Regions from separate parts of the Sus scrofa genome. Here region 1 is linked to region 2. The links are chromatin contacts, called in public Hi-C maps. All regions are on one chromosome and are shown on one strand. Each heading gives the region's core, a stretch centred on a gene start, on an enhancer-like site or on the middle of the called end of the contact. The rest is flanking DNA. Distances are from core to core; before and after follow the strand shown.

Evidence for each region. A called contact is a pair of places that touch in the nucleus more often than the background predicts.
Region 1: a contact with region 2 is called in a Hi-C map of liver, with 2.2 times the contacts expected there. The contact joins two enhancer-like sites. A contact is called at or near these places in 3 of 47 Hi-C or Micro-C datasets (all in liver) and 1 of 2 datasets of contacts at active chromatin or transcription factors (alveolar macrophages).

What each region holds. Positions count from the first base shown.
Region 1 is chr8:96,662,061-96,667,781 of Sscrofa11.1, forward strand. The region is part of intron 3 of LOC102166663 (a long non-coding RNA gene); the gene reads right to left. Among named protein-coding and RNA genes, the nearest start is that of PGRMC2, 28 kb to the right of the region's middle. Within about 2 kb of position 1,406, at least 5 of the 83 cell types and tissues checked have an H3K27ac peak or open chromatin away from gene starts, as enhancers often do. A contact at or near this core is called in alveolar macrophages and liver, where this site is marked.
Region 2 is chr8:96,468,980-96,474,691 of Sscrofa11.1, forward strand. The region is part of intron 2 of JADE1 (protein Jade-1); the gene reads right to left. Among named protein-coding and RNA genes, the nearest start is that of JADE1, 92 kb to the right of the region's middle. Within about 2 kb of position 2,087, at least 32 of the 83 cell types and tissues checked have an H3K27ac peak or open chromatin away from gene starts, as enhancers often do. A contact at or near this core is called in alveolar macrophages and liver, where this site is marked.

The sequences.
Region 1 (5,721 bases), core at 156-2,655, 190 kb after region 2:
TCATTGGGTTAAGGGTCTGGCGTTGCCATGAGCTATGGTGTAGGTAGCAGACACGGCTTGGATCCCACGTTGCCATGCCTGTGGCGTAGGCCAGCAGCTACAGCTCTGACTCAACCCCTAGCCTGGGAACATCCACATGCCGCAGGTGTGGCACTAAAATGACAAATAAATAAATAAATAAATAAAATATCTACACTTGTTTCTTTAAATATAGTTGAAGAACAAGTTATTTATTTATTTATTTATTTTGCTTTTTAGGGCTGCACCTGCAGCATATGGAAGTTCCCAGGCTAGAGAATAAATCAGAGCTGCAGCTGCCAGCCTATACCACAGGCACAGCAACATGGGATCCAAGCCGCGTCTGTAACCTACACCACAGCTCATGGCAATGCCAGATCTTTAACCCATTGATGAGGCTAGGGATTGAACCCGCATCTTCATGGATACTACTAGTCGAGTTCATTTCCGCTGAGCCACAATGGGAACTGCAAGAACAAGTAATTTAAACACTCTAACTCAAAGTCACTCAAAGAGCTGCATTAAATACAAAGGCACTCAGGGAAATAGGTGTCTTGGAATATTTAATCATTAGTCTTGAGCTAAAAAATTTCCTCAGTATCATTCAGTGCACCTTGTAGATGGAAATCAGGCCCATCAAAGTTCTGTTGCCAACATTTCAGATTTTTCTTTAATATGAAAAGGACTAAATGGGTAAGGGTGGGATGAAAAATGAAATTCAACAGAGCCACATCCAGTCTTTTCTCTGCAGGTCTGTTCCATCACTAAAAATCACCAAGTAGTCATGATACCTGAGGAGCCAAGGACAGCCTAAAATGTTGCAACTCACGGCCTAATGAATGACTGAGCTTTGTACCACAAAATGTTGCAACACAGGGCCCAATGAATGAGTAGATTTATTGGAGGAGGTACAATTTGCTTACTCTACTATTCACTCTGCATTTATACTGTCAAATTTTTCCATTTCCTAATGCAAAATCCTTTAATGAAGGAAAAAAGCCTACCTGGTCAAATTCAAATTTATTATTTCAGTGACAAAGACAGACATGGAGACTACACTTTCAACTGACACAAGCAGGAATAAAGTACTACATTTTCTTCCAATCAATTTTTCACCTTTATACATCGTGATAAAAGCCTGTGCCAAAGGTTCTTGATTCTATCAATGTGAAAGTGCTCTGACACACATTTAGTCCACAAATCAACAGCCTTAAATATCAAAAATGCAAGGACCCTACCTATGGATTTCCAAAACTCCCAGCTATTTGGGACTGTTTGCTTCTGTGACAATCCACCCTGCACAAAGTGTACCCATGTAGTGCCCTGCTGGAGATAAGAGAGACCAAGAGGGTGGGGAGAAAAGCCTGGTCTTGTCCTTTAACCAGAAGCAAGCATGCTTCCCTGACCTGAACACCATATCACTGTGTTTCCAAGAGCAACAGCTGACCTCGGATAGTAGAGTGAACTATGGCCTTTGTGGTGTGATTTAAAGATCCCTTTGCCCCAAATTTGCCCTCGCTTTGGTTTGAAACTGCCTGAAAGGCGATATTTGAGACTTATTCCTTTAAGACACATTGTCTTCGAATGCCAGTATCCCTGGGACATTTTGTTAATGCAGTAAGTTATCAATTAGTCATTCCCAGGATGACATGTGTTCATTTCATCCATTACTTTCTTTGTACAAGCTGGCTAGTAGCAGATCTAACCAAATCTAGAGGATCAGTTACTGGGTTATGCTTTGTTGTTGCCATTCTATTTCATCTTTTGACTCAGAAGAAGAATTTAAAGGGGAAGCAAAATGATTTTGGAGCATGGGGCTCTGCCATGAAGGAAGGGGAGAGAGAGGAGAGAGAGCGGGCAGCTGGAGGACAGCAGGAGGGCCCTGATGGCACTGGGTGAGCAGAGTATTCCAGGAAGTGAGTTTAAACTCAAAAATCCCCAATATTTCCCAACTTTGGGACCAGCCTACTTCAGGGAATACTATTCCAGATCTGGACAATGACCTACAGTTGCATAAACTCTGCTTTTCTTTCAAATTACTGCCACTGGGATTAATGAAGAAGCAATTTTTTGGGTACATAAACTGAATTTTAAATAACCCAATTGCCACATGGAGAAAGCACAAGGAAAATTTCTAAATGTACACGCAACCTATCATGTACATAATTATTGCAATAAGGAAGAATTTTGAAGTTTCAAGTGACACAGAGAAAATAACCCCATCTATACATTTCTTGCTCTTCACTGAGGCAAAGGGCTGTGGCAGTCATCTGGATGATGACATTGGGTGGGGAAGATGATCTTCCTACACTGGTCTGACCTCCTGTGCTACACTTCATCCAGTCATTGCCACAGCTGTATTCAGAGTAGAATAAGAACAGGACCTGCCTGGCTGCTATTCTCCTGAAGACGGAATTGTCGGCCACCTCTCTCCAAAGGTGAGCTAAGCAAATGTGTGAGTCGACAGCTATGAATTTGCTTCAATAAACTATTGTTTCCCAAATCTGCCAGGATTGTAAAAATTATCCAGGGTACTTGTTTAAACCAAGCAGTCCCTCAGATTCTGATTCAATAGGTCTGGCAAGGACCCAGAAAATTGTGTTTTTCACCAGCACTTCAGATAATTTTTACAATTAGGCAAGTTTTATAAATACTAAGATAAGAAATCTGCAATTCCAGAAAGAAAACTAGGAAGAGGGAGAGGTCAGAGGGAGTTGTTTCTCCATTGAGCTTGGAAATGAACACTGTTGTTCCTTTTGGAGGATAAAGTAGATTATTACTCCAGGCCCTATCCACTGCCTATCTTGAGCTGAGAAATTTTTTTCCTCTTTTTTTTTTTTCTTTTTAGGTTGGCACCTGCAGCATATGGAGGTTCCTGGCTAGGGGTCAAATTGGAGCTATGGCTGCTGGTCTTCACTAAAGCTGCAGCACACACCAATAATATCTAAGCCCAGATCTGAGCCACGTCTGCATCCTACACTGCAGTTTGCTGCAACGCCAGATCATTTAACCCACGGAGCGAGGCCAGGGATCGAACCCACATCTTCATGGATACTAGTTGGATTCTTAACCCTCTGAGCTAGAACGGGAACTCCTGAGAACGTCTCCTAATGTCAACAGTACATAAGAATCCAAGACAAATAGGAGACTTCAACTCTTATGTGTAAATGCCTATTAAAACCCACAAACCCACTACATACAATGAAACATGTAATGAAAACCTAGTCTCATGCAGCTATCCTTCTAGAGGCTGGTGATAAAGTCATAGCCCACTACTACCATCAAACAAGAACAGAAACAAAGATGCATCTCAATACAATAATGGTGTGGCCAGAGTTCTGAGATAACAGATTAAGCTTGCTAATACAGCAAGTTAAAATGTAGGTACTACTAAGAGCAAGCTTGAAGTATAATCCTCAAATGGAACACAACTTTTCACAAGAATTCCTCTACCACAGAACTGCAAGGAACACCATCTGGTAGCTTCACAAACACATGGCCTAGGCCTGGAAGAGAACACAGGAAGATAAAAAACAGTAATTATATGGAGTGGTAGAATTATAAGCAAAGTTTTCTACATGTATTTCCTTGTTATTTAATGTAGATGTGATAAGAAGCTAATAACTGTTGATTCATACTTGTTATTAAATATTCTTTAATCACTATTTTGTCAAAAAGCAAATTTAAACATTCCCTAATGAAAAATGAATCAGTTTACTAATTGCTTCTATTAATGGAGATATTCTATCAACATATTTCTTTGTTATAAACTTCATTTTCAGACAGAAATAACATGAGGCAATGAGAGTTATATCCCAATTTCAGACAAAGTATTTAATACAGTATGAAAACAGAATTAAATGTTTATTAAAACAGCACTAGACATTCTGAAAAACATAAAATATGCAACAGAAGACTCTGGGGCAAACAGAAGGGAGAGGTTTAGTCAAGGGGATGAAGATCCAAGCGAAAAGAGTAGGCAGGACCTGCTACGTAGGAATTAACTGCTACAGTGGGCAGGATCTTTGCTGCCATCCTCACTGGCTCAGGCAGTGGGGAGGGGAGCCTAGGTCTCTGGAAAGTGCACTGTGATCAGGCCCAGGCATCTTCTCCCAAGGACACCAGGGCTCTCTGGCAGAAATGTACAGCTGGAACCTCATAATCTGTCTACGTTTTGATAGAGAAAGAGGGGGAAAGTGCCTAGAGATAGGAAAGGGAGAATTATCACAAAGAGCATCCCAGGCTTCTGAAAAAATAGTTTGGGGGCCTAAGAATGAGGAAACAACTGACATCAGAGACTAGCCCTGTGTCGGTGGGGAGAATCATGGCCAAGAGAGGGAAATGGCAGAGAGAGGAAAAGATATAGCCCCCCAAAGAGAAACTGTGAAGACTTGCAGCCTTGCTGCTCTGCAGCTATGTACAGACAGAGAAACTGACACACAGCTGCTGCTGTCGGAGGGTCCTCAATGAGGGAGCTATCAGGCAGGCCTGGCTGAGCTTGTGCTATCCTGACTGGCATATCATGAGGATTTTCTTGTTTGACCACAGCTAACTATCCCAGGATCTTTGCTTCCAGAAAATTTGTTAATGGAGATATAACCATTTAAAAGAAAGACAGGTGGGAATTCCCTTCCTGGCTCAGTGGTTAACGAATCCCACTAGAAACCATGAGGTTGCGGGTTCAATCTCTGGCCTTGCTCAGTGGGTTAAGGATCCGTGAGCTGTGGTGTAGGTTGCAGACGCGGCTCGGATCCTGAGTTGCTGTGGCTCTGGCGTAGGCCAGTGGCCACAGCTCCAATTCGACCCCTAGCCTGGGAACCTCCATATGCTGCGGGAGTGGCCCAAGAAATGGCAGGGAAAAAAAGACAATAAATAAATAAATAAATAAATAAATAAATAAATAGACAGGTGCTCCAATCCAGGCCAATGGGAAAAACTGAACTTACACATCTCTCCCAAAGTTTAAAAATATGACATCTGAAATTTGTACTGAAATTCAAGGTGACTTTTTTAAAACTTAACTTTCCAAGGAATGGTGGGAATCCTAGATGACAAATTTTCTGATTAATATTTCCACTAAAAAGAATTAAGTTGGAATCAACTAGAAATTTCTCTTTTTATACTTTGGTTTGAGGTTTGATGTTCTCCTTATCTTGAGGATAATTATTGAGTTTTGCCTTACACCTAATGAAAAGAACAAAATCTATTTTAATTTTAGAATACTCTGACCCAAGAGTCAGTCAGATTTCTCCAAACCCTTATCTAGAATACATCTTTCAGTTTTAAATGAGACTTTTGACATCTCCTGGCAAGGTTGACACCTTAGCTCAAGTACTACCTCCCTTGGTTATACTTCCCTACAGTTGCCTTTAGTATGGTAATCAGCAGTTTGGGAAACAAAGGAATTGTAGAAGAATTTTAGAAACTAGAAAATCTAGATAAGTGGTCAATATCTGAGGAGATAAAGAGAATCTAAGTCCATAAACTCGAAGATACAAAGTGATTTTATATTGTTATACATTATAAAATAACAGCTCTCATGTACTGAATGCTTATGCTGTGCTAAGCCTATGTCTATATAATTATTCTAAATGATTTCATCTCCCAATTCCCATAACCACCTGTAAATTTGATGGTGTCACCTTATTTTACACTTGAAGAAATAAAGGCCTAGAGAGACCAGATCAAGGCCCATGGCCACAG
Region 2 (5,712 bases), core at 837-3,336:
GTGAGGCTCCACTAGCATGAAGCTCTATCAGCTGAGCACAGCTGAGGTGCCCACTTGCGTTAACTGACATGGTGAGCAGGGGGAGCAAGCCAGCCATATCCTGTGCCTGTCACCTCCCTCTTTCAGGCTGCATCAGAGCACTTGGCATCATTCTTACCTTACCTGGTATTCAAACATTACTTGTTAGCAGATGATATTATTTTTCTTTCTTTCCTGAAGTATAAATGGCATACCCATTGATGGGGTGGGTGAATGGGCTAGTAAACAGAAATTTAAAGACTAAAAGTCATTTGTTGTTACAGCTGGAAGGAATTGAGTCCAACATCAATATTCTGCAGATGAGAAAACTGCATTGTGGAGAGGTTAAGTCCCTTGCCCAAGGTCATAGAGTTATTAAGTGTTGGAGCTGAGACTAGAATTACATCTTCCGTCCTTGAACTGGTCTCCACAGTGAAGGCTCTGGACTTCACACTGGTATGTGGAGGAAAAGATTTGCAAGGGTAGGAAGAAAGAAGCTTTGATATCCCCAATAACTCAAAACTTTTAAAAAGTGAATTTTGTTGGCATGACTGGGAACACTGCCCTGACAAATCTCTTTTGTCTGACCTCCTCCACACAAACCCAAACTGGGGCCAAGGAAGCTCAGCACTCTGGCTGCCTAGAGGGTTACATAGGCACAGGAAAGCTTCTCTGAAGCTCAAGCTACTGGCAACTGCACATTCAACCGAGGGCCATGAGGCTCCAGTGTCCCTTCACAGTTGTGAAGGCTCCCTCTTCATGCTGGGTAGTGGCTTTCAGGCAGTTATTTACCAACTGGTAGAGCTATCAATATTTAACAATTTTTAATACTCAAACAACTATATAAGCACACATAGAAGTCCTGAAATCAGCCCTGCACATGCCCATGTCATATGAAATGCTCTTAATGAGATACATAGCTTAGAAGTTTCCCAAGAAGGAAACCCAATATAATACATTGCTACATGGAATGTCACCCAAAGTATGGAATGTGTGCAAAGCACTTGAGACCAGGGTAAATCATGGTGAACTGGCCCCAAATCCACTCCAAACTCTCACATATAGGACACTTGCCACCACTCCTCAGTCCCTTACACACACAAAAAGCAAACATCACAAGCAAGGAAGGCACAAAAGGACATGAGCCCAGGGGTGTAAGTGTAGATGAGTGGCTTACATATAAGTCTCCTTGTCATCTTCCCCTCAGCTACCTCCCTCACCCCCCAAATGGGTCTGGGCCCTGGGAATGGCTGTGTCTATCAGATCATCTTTTCTGCTAGTCAGGACTAAGCAATGAAGTCAAAGGACATTGTCCGTAAAATGGACTTTGGCCCAGATTTGCTAGCAGAGCTCTTTGGACTCACTCAATTACTGAACTTCTTTCATTCAGCTTTTGTGTTTCCTGGACGGAGCCCAAGAGGCAGACATTATCATAGTGGGGTTAAACAAGGCCTCTCTGGTCTGAGTGACAGACAGTGACACCTAGCTCCAGAAAAGTACCTGTTTTCGGGGTGGCATGAAAGGTGGCATGATGGGCATCAGACAAGAATCTTGCAAGCCATCTTTTACAAGGAGGCCAGCAAGATCGCAGAAGGCAATACCCAGTATGCTCAGAGACAAGCTGTTTCCTAATCAAGTTTTCTTATACTTAGTACTATGGAAACATTTTCAAAGGTATTATTCTCGGCAGGTTTCCAGTAATTCAACATTTCCAGACTTATCCAAATGGCTTCTGAAATATTTGCTGTTTGTTGAGAGCAGCTTTCAGGATGAGGTAATTAAAAGAAACCTATCAATTTGAGATTTTTTTTTTCCATGAGTAAATAATGTTGACATACTGTTCAAATAAACCCACAATTTACTGCAATCTGTTTTTAGACAAACCCTCCACTTTAACCTCCAAATGGGAAAAACGAAGAGACTTTCCTCTTCTCATTTAATCAAGAACATATGTTCAAAGATAATACCGGAGGCTTATTCTGGGAAGCGTTCTGCTCTTCCTCTGACAGCGATGCAGTGAGCTCACGAGGCAGCCTCGACACATAATGAAAGCTAACGCCATCATAAATCTCCTGCCCTGCGGAGGTCACTTCAGAAAAATCGCCTGCTGCTCAAATAAGCACCGGCTACACTGAGGCGCACTGGAGGGAGAGAAATGCCAACTGTGATAAACACCAGCAGGTATGCACCAAACTGAGGCAACCCAGGCAACCGGGAGAGCAAGGAGCCAAAAACGAAGCAGGTGTAGGGGTGTGTGTGTGTGTGTGTGTGTGTGTGTGTGTGTGTGTGTGTGTGTGTGTGTGTGTCTGTGTGTGTGTGTGTGTCTGTGTGTGTGTGTGTGTGTCTGTGTGTGTGTGTTTACAAACGACCTCACCAGCCCCGTGTGTTCTTCCTGAGCAAGAACCAGCAAGTTCACCAGAGAGTAGCCGCTTTCCCCCTTGAGAGTAGAGCTTGGGAGGCACCAATTTTCATTAAACCTAAAAGTACACACAGTGGCAGGGGGCCAAAACAGCCCTCAAAAGTGAGGCTTTTAAAAACATCTGTTAGGGGTTTTGAGATCCTAAGGGTGGGGGGAGGGAGAGAGAGAGGGAGGGAAGGGGGGATGTAGGGAGGGGGAGAAAGGGGGAGAGAGAGAGGGAGAGAGGGGGAGAGAGAGAGAGAAAGGGATTGGATTCAGAGTCCAGCGCTTTTCATTTCCAGACCGTGAGTCATAAAAGAGAGTGCGTATGTGTAAATCTGGATGGCCGGAATATGCTGACCGGAGTGGGGTTTACTAACACCTGAAGTACATTTCATGCAAATTAGGTTTAAATATCAATCTGATCACGAAGCTTGAAAGGCTTTTCTCCCATCCCAGGATGCCAGAAGTCCCCTGGAACCTGGAATGGAGTTTCCTGACAGCAAAGGTTTACTGTAGCATAAAAGAAATTATAGAGATTTCCCTGCTAGGCATAAAGATGTGATCACTAAAGGCACCTGTGGGCCCAAGGAGGTTACTCACCAATATCCCTTTAAACACCAAATTATGGAGTATTAGGCCACAAATGTGAAACCTTGACAAATTCCCAAATAAAAGCCATAAAACCAATCACTTTTTAAACCTGCATGAGTGACACCAGAAAAATTAGAGCTGTGTGGCAGGTCACTTTGAAATAAAGCTGCCATAAAGAAGCTTATGATGCTGTCATGGAAAAGGCAATTAGAAGGTTACTTTCTCTCAGTTCTAAGATTGGTTCTTGTTCTTCCTCCAGCCCCCTGCCTGCCACCTCCCTGCTGCAAAATGGATCAGTCTATAATAAGTAGTAGTTATATATCATAAGGAAGCAATTCCTTTTAGTTGTTCCACTATAAAAAAGCATCCAGATTTAGAACTTGACAGGAACCAGTATCGCCTGCCCCCGAGAGCCAGCAGAAAGTCTGTGTGTGTCATTCAGCCAGCATGGAGTCTCAGTGTTTTAAAAGCTTTAATTTGAAGGGGAAAAAAAACCTGGGCGTTAAGCAATTTGGCTGTGGATATTTAATGCATCAGCCATGCTACAGAATTGGAGCCCCTTATTTAAAACGAGAAATTGAAAACTTACACACTCTGCAGGCAAAGTGTAAGTAAATGTAGAACGGTAAGCTGAATTCAGCGGAGAACCTGCAGAAACACCATTAGAAGGACTAATGACATGTTCAGAAATGGCCTTAAATAAATGCTACAGTGTCATTTGCAGGTGTGTAAAACAGGGTTGGCTTTTAATTAGCTGGAGTCGTGCCTCCCAGTGTTTAGGTAAAGGCACCTAGGAGGCAATAACCCAGAGAAGTTGAGACTTTGCCCCAAGGCACATAACTCCTCAATGATAGTACCAAGATTGGAACCGAGTCTCCTGATCCCTAACTTCCACTGTATCCACACTTGCAGTAGGCAGACTACTGCACCCTGAAGATGTCTACAGCCAAATCCCCAGAACATGGAACCCTACATATGGCAAAAGAGACTTTGCAGATATGATTAAGTTACGGACTTTGAAATTGGGAGATAACCCTGTTTATCCAAGTGGCCCAGTGTAATCACACTGGTCCTTATAAGTGAAAGGAGGAGCAAGAGAGTAAGGGCCAGAGTTAGAGCCAGAGAGATTGGAAGTTATGCTGCTGGCTTTGGGGATGGAAGAAGAGACCACAAGCTAAGGCATGCAGGTTCCAGCCTCTAAAAGCTGGAAAAGGCAAGGAAATGGTTCTTCCCTAGAGCCTCAAGAAAGAATACAATTCTGCTGACACCTTGAATTTAACCCAGTGAGAGCCTTTCAGACTTCTGAGCTCCAGAATTATAGGTGGATAAATATGTGTTGTTTTAAGCCACTAAGTCTGTGCAAGTTACCACAAATTATTATTATTACAGCAGCAACAGGAAACCCAAAAAATGCTCTGGATGGGCATTGCATTTGCCCTTCACTTTGATCTACCTGAAGTAACACCATTACCTCAGTGGCACTTAGAGCCCTTATAAAGACCAAAAGGACCCTTCCTCCCTTTCTTTAGTTTTTAGCACCTTCTACTCTCCTTTCAGATATTCTCTTCCTCTCTGCCCCTTTCTGGCTCCTCTTTCCCATGTAAACTATTGCTAAAGGGAAAGCTTTTATAATTGTCAACTGACCCATAGTGAGAAATTAGTTGGCAGGAACTTAAAATATTACAGTTCACCAACTATTTCCAATATACTAGAACACTCTCTTTGGGTATGTTTCACCCTCTTATCCCTACTGCCCCTATAAAGCCTACAAGACTCAAAAAAAAAAAAAATCACTTAAGGGTGGAATTTTGAGTTTCTGGTTTAGATGAGCCTTTCCCAGAGTATCTCAGATCACACTGTAGACATGGGCTTTGGACTGAAGAAAAGATGTTGATTTAACTCCCTGACTCACCACTTATTAGTGATTTGACCTTGAGAAAAGTATTAGGTCTCATTTTCTTTATCTCTAAAACAGAGACCATAATAGTGATCTTCCTCCATAGTGAGAAATCAGTGAGATTTTGCTTTTAAAGTGCTTAGCACAGAGTAACCCATGCAAGCACTGCATCAGTAATGGTAGTAATGAGAGTAATGAAGATACTTGGTACAGAGATACCTGTGACTCCCAAATTTGACAGTATAAATCCCATCTAAATCCTGTGGGACCCAAGTTTCAGATTCTGATATTGTAAAGAGACACCTACCCAATGTGTAACAACAGCAGGTATTTATACTTTGCCAGCTGTGTACTTTGTTTTTGGGTACTGGGGATTATCAGAGGCAAATAAATCACAAAAGATAGTATACAACCCTGTCCAAAAGAACCTCAGGGTTTAGTAGAGAGCAGATATAAAACATAATTACTGCCATTTATCCCTCTGTACTGAGGACTTACATACAATAAAGGGTGGTGAGAGGACCCAGGAGAACAAAATGTTTCCAAGGGAATCAAGAACAAGGTCACAGAGATGACTTTTGAATGGGGTCTTGAAGGATGAGTAGAAGTTTGCTTTGTGGAAACTAGGAGGAACATACCGGAGAGAGAAAAATGTGCATGAAAAATGAAGTCCAAGAATATCAACAGGGAACAATTCCTAAGCATAACTATAACACTGAAACCACTGGAACAAATTAAACTCAGTTCAACAAATTAAATCTGTGGCCACGTGCTCTGAGTCATCAACAACCTGACTTTCTCTGAA